Regions from separate parts of the Mus musculus genome. Here region 1 is linked to region 2. The links are chromatin contacts, called in public HiChIP or PLAC-seq maps. All regions are on one chromosome and are shown on one strand. Each heading gives the region's core, a stretch centred on a gene start, on an enhancer-like site or on the middle of the called end of the contact. The rest is flanking DNA. Distances are from core to core; before and after follow the strand shown.

Region 1 (3,849 bases), core at 1,312-3,811, 230 kb before region 2:
CTAGAGTGCTCATAGAGCCAGGTGCGGTGGCCTGCATCTGAGACCCCCATGCTTCTGAGTCAAAGCAGGAGGCAGAGATAGGAGATGCCCGGGAACACATAGGTCTGGTGCACACAGTGGCCCAACAAGAAGAAGGAGAGCCTATCTCAAACCAAGGAGGGAGATACCGACTGACACCTGAGAGGTAGTCCTCTGACTTCCAAACCTATGCTATGGCACACATGTTCCTGACACATGCACATGAACACACACACATAACGCACACAGAAAGATAAAAAAAAAATAGTGTCACAGCAGAGGCCAGAGAGGCAGAGATGGGAAAAGCATTCCTTGCAGCCCCACTTATATTTGGGACAGCCATAGAATTCATCATGCAAACTGGGACACTTCTGAGAGTGTAGGGCACTGTGGATAATTGTGCTGGGGCCACAGGTACCACTTGAGACTGTCTCAGGTAGGCCAGGATATACAAACTCCTTCCCACCTCCACACAGGACCTCCCTGAACCCTTAAAACAGTCTTAACATCGGATCTGACCATTGTCTTCAGGCAGCATAGTCACGTGGTCTGTCTGAGTCACAAAATTAGGGGTCAGCATTCAACCTTAGAGAGTTTGTATTCTGGATTCCTCGGTCTCATTTCCTTGCTTGTTCAGATAAGACAGTGTTAGGGGCAGGGGATACATACAGCCCCTGCTGTATCTCTCATTGGAGAGTACCTGTCTAGCATGCTCAAAGTTCAGGGCTGGAACATGTCAGGCATAAAACAGGTATGGAGGTGCGTGCCTGCATCCCACCTCTGGGGAGGTAGAGGTTAAAGGACCACAAATTCAAAGTTAGGGGCTTGTGAACTCTCTTGGTAAAGTGCCTGCCTCATAAGCATATGGCAAAGAAAGGAGCCTTCCTTGTGCTCCCTGCCAGCCAGTTTAGTGGAACTGATGATCTCAGTGGGAGACCCTGTGTTAAAAAATAAGAACAATCGAGGGATCTCCGGCCTCTACATTCACACGCACACTGTGCACATGCACTTGTGTGTGTGTGTGTGCACCCACCTACACAAACACACACATATACCACCCATGAAATATACCCTGCCCTCCACACACATGAAATTCAAGAGCATATTCATCTACATAATGAGTTTAGGCTAGCCTGGGCTACATGAGATCCAGTTAAAAAACAAACAGCAAACATACAACAACAACAAAAACTTTACGAGAAAAAAGAAGCCGAGCTGGGGCTTTTCTGGGGTGGGGGGTCCACAGAAAGAGCAGGCTAGGGCGACACAGAAAGATTTTGGGAGACAACTCAGAAGCCCAATGAGCCTGGGGGCTACTTCTAGATTCAGGCTCTTGAAAGCCCCAGGCAATCTTGATGAGCTAACCTTTGTTGCTAGGGGTGTGGTGCCAGCCCAGTTACTGCTCAGGTCTACATCAACACAAATCTACATGTGCATCTCAACAAGGGAGCTAGGCCTGTGCATGGCACACAGGTGCAACTCACAGGAAACGACCTTGCTGATAAGAAGGTCACGTCAATGCACAGGCAGGCTCCTGTGCACACACATCCTATATATTGGCCCAGGCACCCTCATCCCTGCCTTATATATACTGGGTACACACAGGCTCCGTGTTGAGATGCTCAACAATTGCCATGTGTTACACCCTAATATAACACTCCAGCCTCTCGCCCTGAGAATCCTTGCTCTCAATGCTCACTGCTCATGAAGGGTGGCAGCCTCAGGGCCCCAGCCTTTATGCAAATGCTAAACCCAGCTCCCTCCATCTTTTCTCTCCTCTCTAATTGACTGTTTTCCCTCCTTGCTGGGGTCTGCGGGAGCCCTGGGTCACCATTCAGAAGGGATCTCCCCCCTACTGCCTGGCCCTTCCAACCCAGGCTCCCGGCTCCTTTAATCTAGTTACTTATCCATCAACACACTGGGAGAAAGACACAAAAGGGCATAATTGTATCTGTGGCTGTTGATGTTCAATTAACCACATAACCTTTAGGATTCTCTCTCTCTCTCTCTCTCTCTCTCTCTCTCTCTCTCTCTCTCTCTCTCTCTCTCTCCTTTTCCCTCCTCCTCTCCCTCCCTCTTTCTCCTCTACACCCTCTCCTTCCTCTCCCCCATCTCTTACATCACTGCTACCCAATTCCCCTTTCTTCAAGCCAGCACTAACTGCAGCTCACAGAGGGAGCCGACTCAAAGCCCCCCTGACACCCTCAGGAATAAGAGATGCCCCACATGAAGGGTTCAGGATCCCGACTTTGTGCTCCTCACCTTTTCTTTCCTTACCTGCCCTTGCCCTGCCACCCCTCTGGCCACTGCAGGCTTGGATTGACAGGTGCCTTTCTGAGGTGGCACCTTGTAAAACTCCTCTCTCTGGCCCTGTCTGGGGCCAGCAGCTGTCATTTGCCGGGCGTTCTGCTTTCTCCACTGTACCATGCTAATTTTTTGAGGGACAATTTTTCGACAATGAGTCCTCCAGCCCGAACAGAAACCCTTTATGGGGCCGGCCCCAGGGAGGCCACAGCGCTGCCAAGGCAAACAAAGGCTCATTGCTACGGCAGAACACGCTTGTGCCTTTCAGGGCCGGCCTAGTAGAGCTTGCTGCCTCCAGCCCAGGCCGAGGTAACACCTGGCCCGCCAGCTCCTGGCTCCTAATCAAGATATCAATCATGGCGGGGGCAGGGCACACTGGTGCCCAGGGTTCCAGAACCCGCATGAGCAGGTAGCTGGCCTGCCCTGGAGCCAGTAAGGATTGGCAGGAGTTAGGAGCTGGGGGAAGCAACCAGGCCCCCAAAACGGAGCCCTTAATTAGGCTGATATCATCCGGCACAAATGTTTCTCCTAAAGGAAGGCTTCTGGGCACCCAAATTATATCGTGAAAAATGCAAAGGAGGCTGGAGAGACGGCTCAGATGGTGAAGTGTTTGCCATGCAAACACAAGAATCCAAGTTCGATCCCCAGAACCCACATAAAAAGAAAAAAGAAGAAAGCTGGGCATACTGGTGTGCACTTGTAGTTCAGCTCTGGGGATGAGGCCAGGGGATCCATGGACCCCACGGCCAGCCAGACTAGCCTAACTCAACAGCTCCAGGTCAATAAAGAAACCCTGTCTCATAGAACAAGGGCTCTGGCACTAAAGGAATGATACCTTTTCCTCCACAGAACCACAAATCTGCATGCTCTCATACACATATGAACACATACATATACATACCTACACACACCACACACACACACCACACACACACACACAAATATACACACATACATACACACATAGATATTCATACACTCACAACACATCATATACACACAACACATACAAAACATATATACACATACATATACACATACATATAACACAAAACACATACACGCACATCCATATACAACATACACACACACACACACACACACACACACACACACACACACTCACAGTGCAAAAGCAGGAGAAATGAGAGCCTTTCTGAAGCCAAGGACTGAAGGGCAGGGCAAGGCCGGAGATGAGCGTGGACTTGGCCAAGGCCTGACTGTTGACTCCTGTCACTTTGTACCTTGTTCAGGATTTCTTGAACTGTTTTTAGGAGTGACAGTAAATGTCTCATATCCTAGAGTAGTGTGGAGACTACTCAGTGGATAAAGTGCTTGAGGGGCAAGTGTGTGGATTGGAATCCGGCTCCCCAGGACTCCAGAACTCGCTTAAAGCCTGTTGGGTACTGTGACTAGCCTGCAATTCCAGTGCTCTGCAGGCAGGGACCAAAGAGCCCTGAGGCAAGATGGCTACCTAGGTGACTCCCAAGTTCAGAGAGAGAGGGCCAATAATGAAAGACACCAATG
Region 2 (3,987 bases), core at 250-2,749:
CAGTACCACTCGGCCTCTCCAGGGCACTTTTTCCAGTTTTCACTGAATGTCTTTCTTCTCCCAGGAACCCTTTTCCTGGAGCCTCTGGGAGCATGGCAACCTGCTGGGTAGTCAGTCCCGCACCTCGCAGACCCAGGTGTGCCCTGAGCTCCTTCCCCCTGCCTATCAGTTCTGGGAATACTTCTTTCTGATGTTCCCCCCTCCCCTCCTCTGCTTCTGGCCATAGTCTCTTTTCTTAAAGCTGTGATCAGCCAGCCACTCTAGCATCACAAGGGCAAGAGAGACATGTGCTGGGGTCTGGGCTCAGGTCCCACCTACCTGTCTCCTCTGACTGGACCTCCCCATTTTGTGTTTGCAACGTGGAGCAGACTGAGGAATAGCAGGCTCAGGAGATAGCTCAGTAGGCAGGCTTCCTTGCCTGAGTTGTGCTCCCTCAACCAATGTAAAAGGCTGGGCATGGCCCCGTGTACCTGTTACCCAAGCACTTGGAAGATGCAGAGACTAGAAGACCTTTGGAGTTTGCTGGCTACCAACCTAGCTCCAAGTTCAGTAGGAGACCTTATCCTAAGAGAATAAGACAGAGTGTGATAGCAAAGGAACCTGGTGTTCGCCTCCAGCTCCAGCACAGACAAGAACACATACACCCCCACATACATGTGAATACATTATACAAGCATGTGCACATGCGTGGGAACACACATATATCCACACTAGCTTTGGGGCCCCCTAAACTCCTGTAACACAGCTTTAGACCCAAATAGCAAACTGGGAGCCTCAGTTGCCCTATGATACCCCCCTCCAAGATTGAGAAAATGGATGTCAAGTGACTGTGTAGAATCTTCCCGTTCCGTGACAAGGAAACAACATGGCTGCTTGTTGCAGTCAGTGCTCCCAGCATGAGACCCCCAGGTCAAGACCTTCTGTTTTCACCAGAAGACCCCATCAAACACCAAGCCTCCAGGTGAAGAAAGGGATTATCAGAGAAGACAAATGACTTGCCCCAATGTCACCAGCTGCCAAGTGGCAGAGCTGGCTGTGATTCCAGATTGGAGTCCCCCCTGCCCTCAGAAACAAGCCATCCTCAACCTTTTTCTTTAGGGAGCACTGGAGGACTGATTGACCCCTTGGGCTCCTTACTCCCTAGTCTCGGCTTGTCTTCAGCCTCTCTGGTCCCCATCCCTTCCAAACCTCAAGCTCGGAACAGGAGTCTGTCCAGATGGGCGTTTGCTTGCCAGCCCCACCTCCAGCCGTGTGACCCTCCTAATGCCAAGGGCCACCAAACACACGGGGGCCAGAGAAGGTCTCCAGGCAAAACCAGGACAGGAGCCAAACAGTGGCTCTGCCCTTCTCTCACAACGGTGGCTCTGGGCTGGGCACTGCCCTGGGAGCCAGAAGGAGAGGCGGTGCTGTCCCTGGCTGATCCCCGGTGCACAGGTGTTCTCTACAGCCCAGGGAAGGGAGGAGGGGGGCTGGGCAGCAAGGCCGCAGGCGAAGAGCTGCGAAGAACTATCTGTTGTTTCCTCCTCGGGCTCCGGGAACAATTCCCCTTTGAGCTTCTTGGCTGAGGTAGCTGAGAGAGTCTTTCTCCAAGGCTGATCTTGACAGATTGATTTATCTGTTTCGGTAACTTGGCCTTCCTGAGAAAGTGAGGCTCTGAGCCAGGCTGCCTGGGGACCAACCTGGGGAGCTGGAGAGCCTGCTCTTTGGGCTCAAGAGCAGACCCTGGGTTCCTCTCCCTGCCCTTACTGGAACCAAGGAGGTGAGGGGCATTTCACCAACTGCAGCCTGGCATCTATAGGCAGGTGGCTCCACCTCAGTTCCCCAGCCCCTGCTCACACGTGGGTGTCTTTGGTCCCATTTTATACCTGGGAAGATCACTACCCAGGACCATAGGGAACAGAGGTAGAGAACCGGACAGGAACTCAGAGCTCTGCTTCCTCCATATCAATCCTCATCTGCCTCAAAGAGGACCTTAAACTTGAACCTCAGAGGGAAGCTTACCAGCATGGCCTCCCCAGCTGGGGCCCGGCCCTCCTGCCTGCCCTTCCCAACGTTCCCTGACTTAAGCTTCATGCTCCAGCCCAGACTTGCTTTGCCTTAGCGCGCGCGCACGCGCGCACACACACACACACACACACACACACACACACGCCCCATGCATACCCACTTGCTTGTCTCCCATCATTCTGTCCACACCCCAGGCAAGGCCAGGCACTGAGGGAGGGTTCCTATATGTTGGGAAAGGAAGGAGGGAGGAAATGAAAGATTGGAAGGAAGGAGAGAGGGTGAGAGAAGAGAGAGGAGGGCAAGGAAAGGTGTGAGGGGAGAAGGGGGAGGAAGGACAGAGAGAGTGGAAGTGACATCCCAGAATCCCTGAGCCCACCATGACGTCTGTACACTGGCTGCCTATAGCTTAAGTATCATGTTTAAGAGACAGGAAAAGAGCCCGATGCTGTCTTGAGTGGAGTCCTTGGACTCTGTCCTGAGTTTGGATACTGGTGTGAGGACAGGAAGCTGCCGTTTCTCTTTCCTCTGCACACACCCTAGCTGCCCTGGGCTATGGTCTGAAGTCTAGGCAGCCTCAAGTCCGTCCAGCCGAACTGCTGAGCTGAGGGTGTCACTCTGCCCACTTCCTGTCTGAGCAATGACATTGCAGGGTCAGGGGCACCTGGGACTGGCTGCCTGTTGCTCTCCTCTCTAATCCCAAACTGAATAGCCTGAGATGGTTTTAGCAGAGCCCCAGTCCTGCTCCAGCCACCTCTGTAGGAATCCACAGTCCCTCCTCAGAGGGGACACACTCATCCACAATGCCCTTTGACTCCATCAGCAGTGAGCTGGGTCCACAGCCACAGGCCTGGCAGAGCCCTCAGGCCCCCAGAACCCGGCCTGCTTGCTTCAACCTCCTGCACAGACCTAAGCTTTATTTCTGAAAGGGGAGTTCTCTGGGTAGCCAAAGCTGACCTCAAGCTGATATCCTCCTGTTTTTAACCCGGAGTAGTTGCCACGCCAGCTACAGCATGACCAGCTTTTTGGAGGTGTGTGTGTGTGTGCGCGCGCGCACAAAAACAAAAACAAAAACAAAAAATGAACTCTATCAGATGAGCCCACAGCCACGACATGCACCATGCATTCATACATCAGAAGCTTGCTATTATCTGGCTACAGAATCCAGGCCCACATACTAGCTGTGCAGACCCCAGGGCGACTATGCCCCCTCACTTGGCCTAGGAAAGGCCTGATGGCTGGCTCTGGGTTGCAGCATGTGCCCACTTCCAGCTCCTCAGATGTTACTGAGTGCAGACGAGACCTGTCATGGCCACTCTGCAATCCTACCTCTCAGATACCACAGTGGAAACTTCCGGGCAGACACCAAGTATGGCAATATTCTGCTCTGATGTCCCCATCATACAGACAAGAAGCATAGATTCTGAGAGATATCACCCTTCCCAGACTTCAGGTACCCTGAAGGAGTCCAGGTTTGGGATGTATCATGGGTAGGTTTTACTGAAACTGACTCTGGAGGTGATGGGAGGGAGGGAGGGGTGCATCATACAGACCAACCTAGCTCTGGCTGGCCGAGATCAGCCCAGGCCGGGCAGCCCACACACAGCATGCGGGGAAACAGCAGGCCTTACTGAGCTACCATGCACATGGACTCCTTATGCAGGTTTCCACACACAGAGAGGCTGGGCAAGCAGCTAACACTACCTCCTCCTGGGCACTGTGCAAACCGTAGCACATGAGCCAGGTCAACACTGACCTCACAGAAGTGACCGTCCTGCCAACACTTTGGTAAGGACTGTCCCAGGTTGAAGATGGTGGGTAGAGGATAATAATAAGATGCAAACTGGAGTTGGGACTCGGGGGGGGGGGATGTCGTGCATTCTACATAGCATTTAATAACAACGATAACAAGAATAGCAGCGCTTAGAGAAGACAGCTCAGTTGATGGAGTGCATGATGTGCAAGCATGAGCACTGGAGTTTG

What was found. HiChIP or PLAC-seq counts read pairs in DNA pulled down with a chosen protein or histone mark.
Region 1: an H3K27ac HiChIP or PLAC-seq map of stem cell-derived neural progenitor cells shows a contact between it and region 2, with 5 times the contacts expected there. The contact joins two enhancer-like sites. A contact is called at or near these places in 5 of 484 Hi-C or Micro-C datasets (embryonic fibroblasts, embryonic stem cells, liver and 2 more) and 3 of 115 datasets of contacts at active chromatin or transcription factors (astrocytes, embryonic forebrain and stem cell-derived neural progenitor cells).

Annotation. Positions count from the first base shown.
Region 1 is chr1:119,327,828-119,331,676 of GRCm38.p6, reverse strand. No RefSeq gene overlaps it. Among named protein-coding and RNA genes, the nearest start is that of Gm33388, 24 kb to the right of the region's middle. Within about 2 kb of position 2,561, at least 89 of the 459 cell types and tissues checked have an H3K27ac peak or open chromatin away from gene starts, as enhancers often do. A contact at or near this core is called in stem cell-derived neural progenitor cells, where this site is marked.
Region 2 is chr1:119,095,698-119,099,684 of GRCm38.p6, reverse strand. No RefSeq gene overlaps it. Among named protein-coding and RNA genes, the nearest start is that of Gm41934, 29 kb to the left of the region's middle. Within about 2 kb of position 1,499, at least 12 of the 459 cell types and tissues checked have an H3K27ac peak or open chromatin away from gene starts, as enhancers often do. A contact at or near this core is called in stem cell-derived neural progenitor cells, where this site is marked.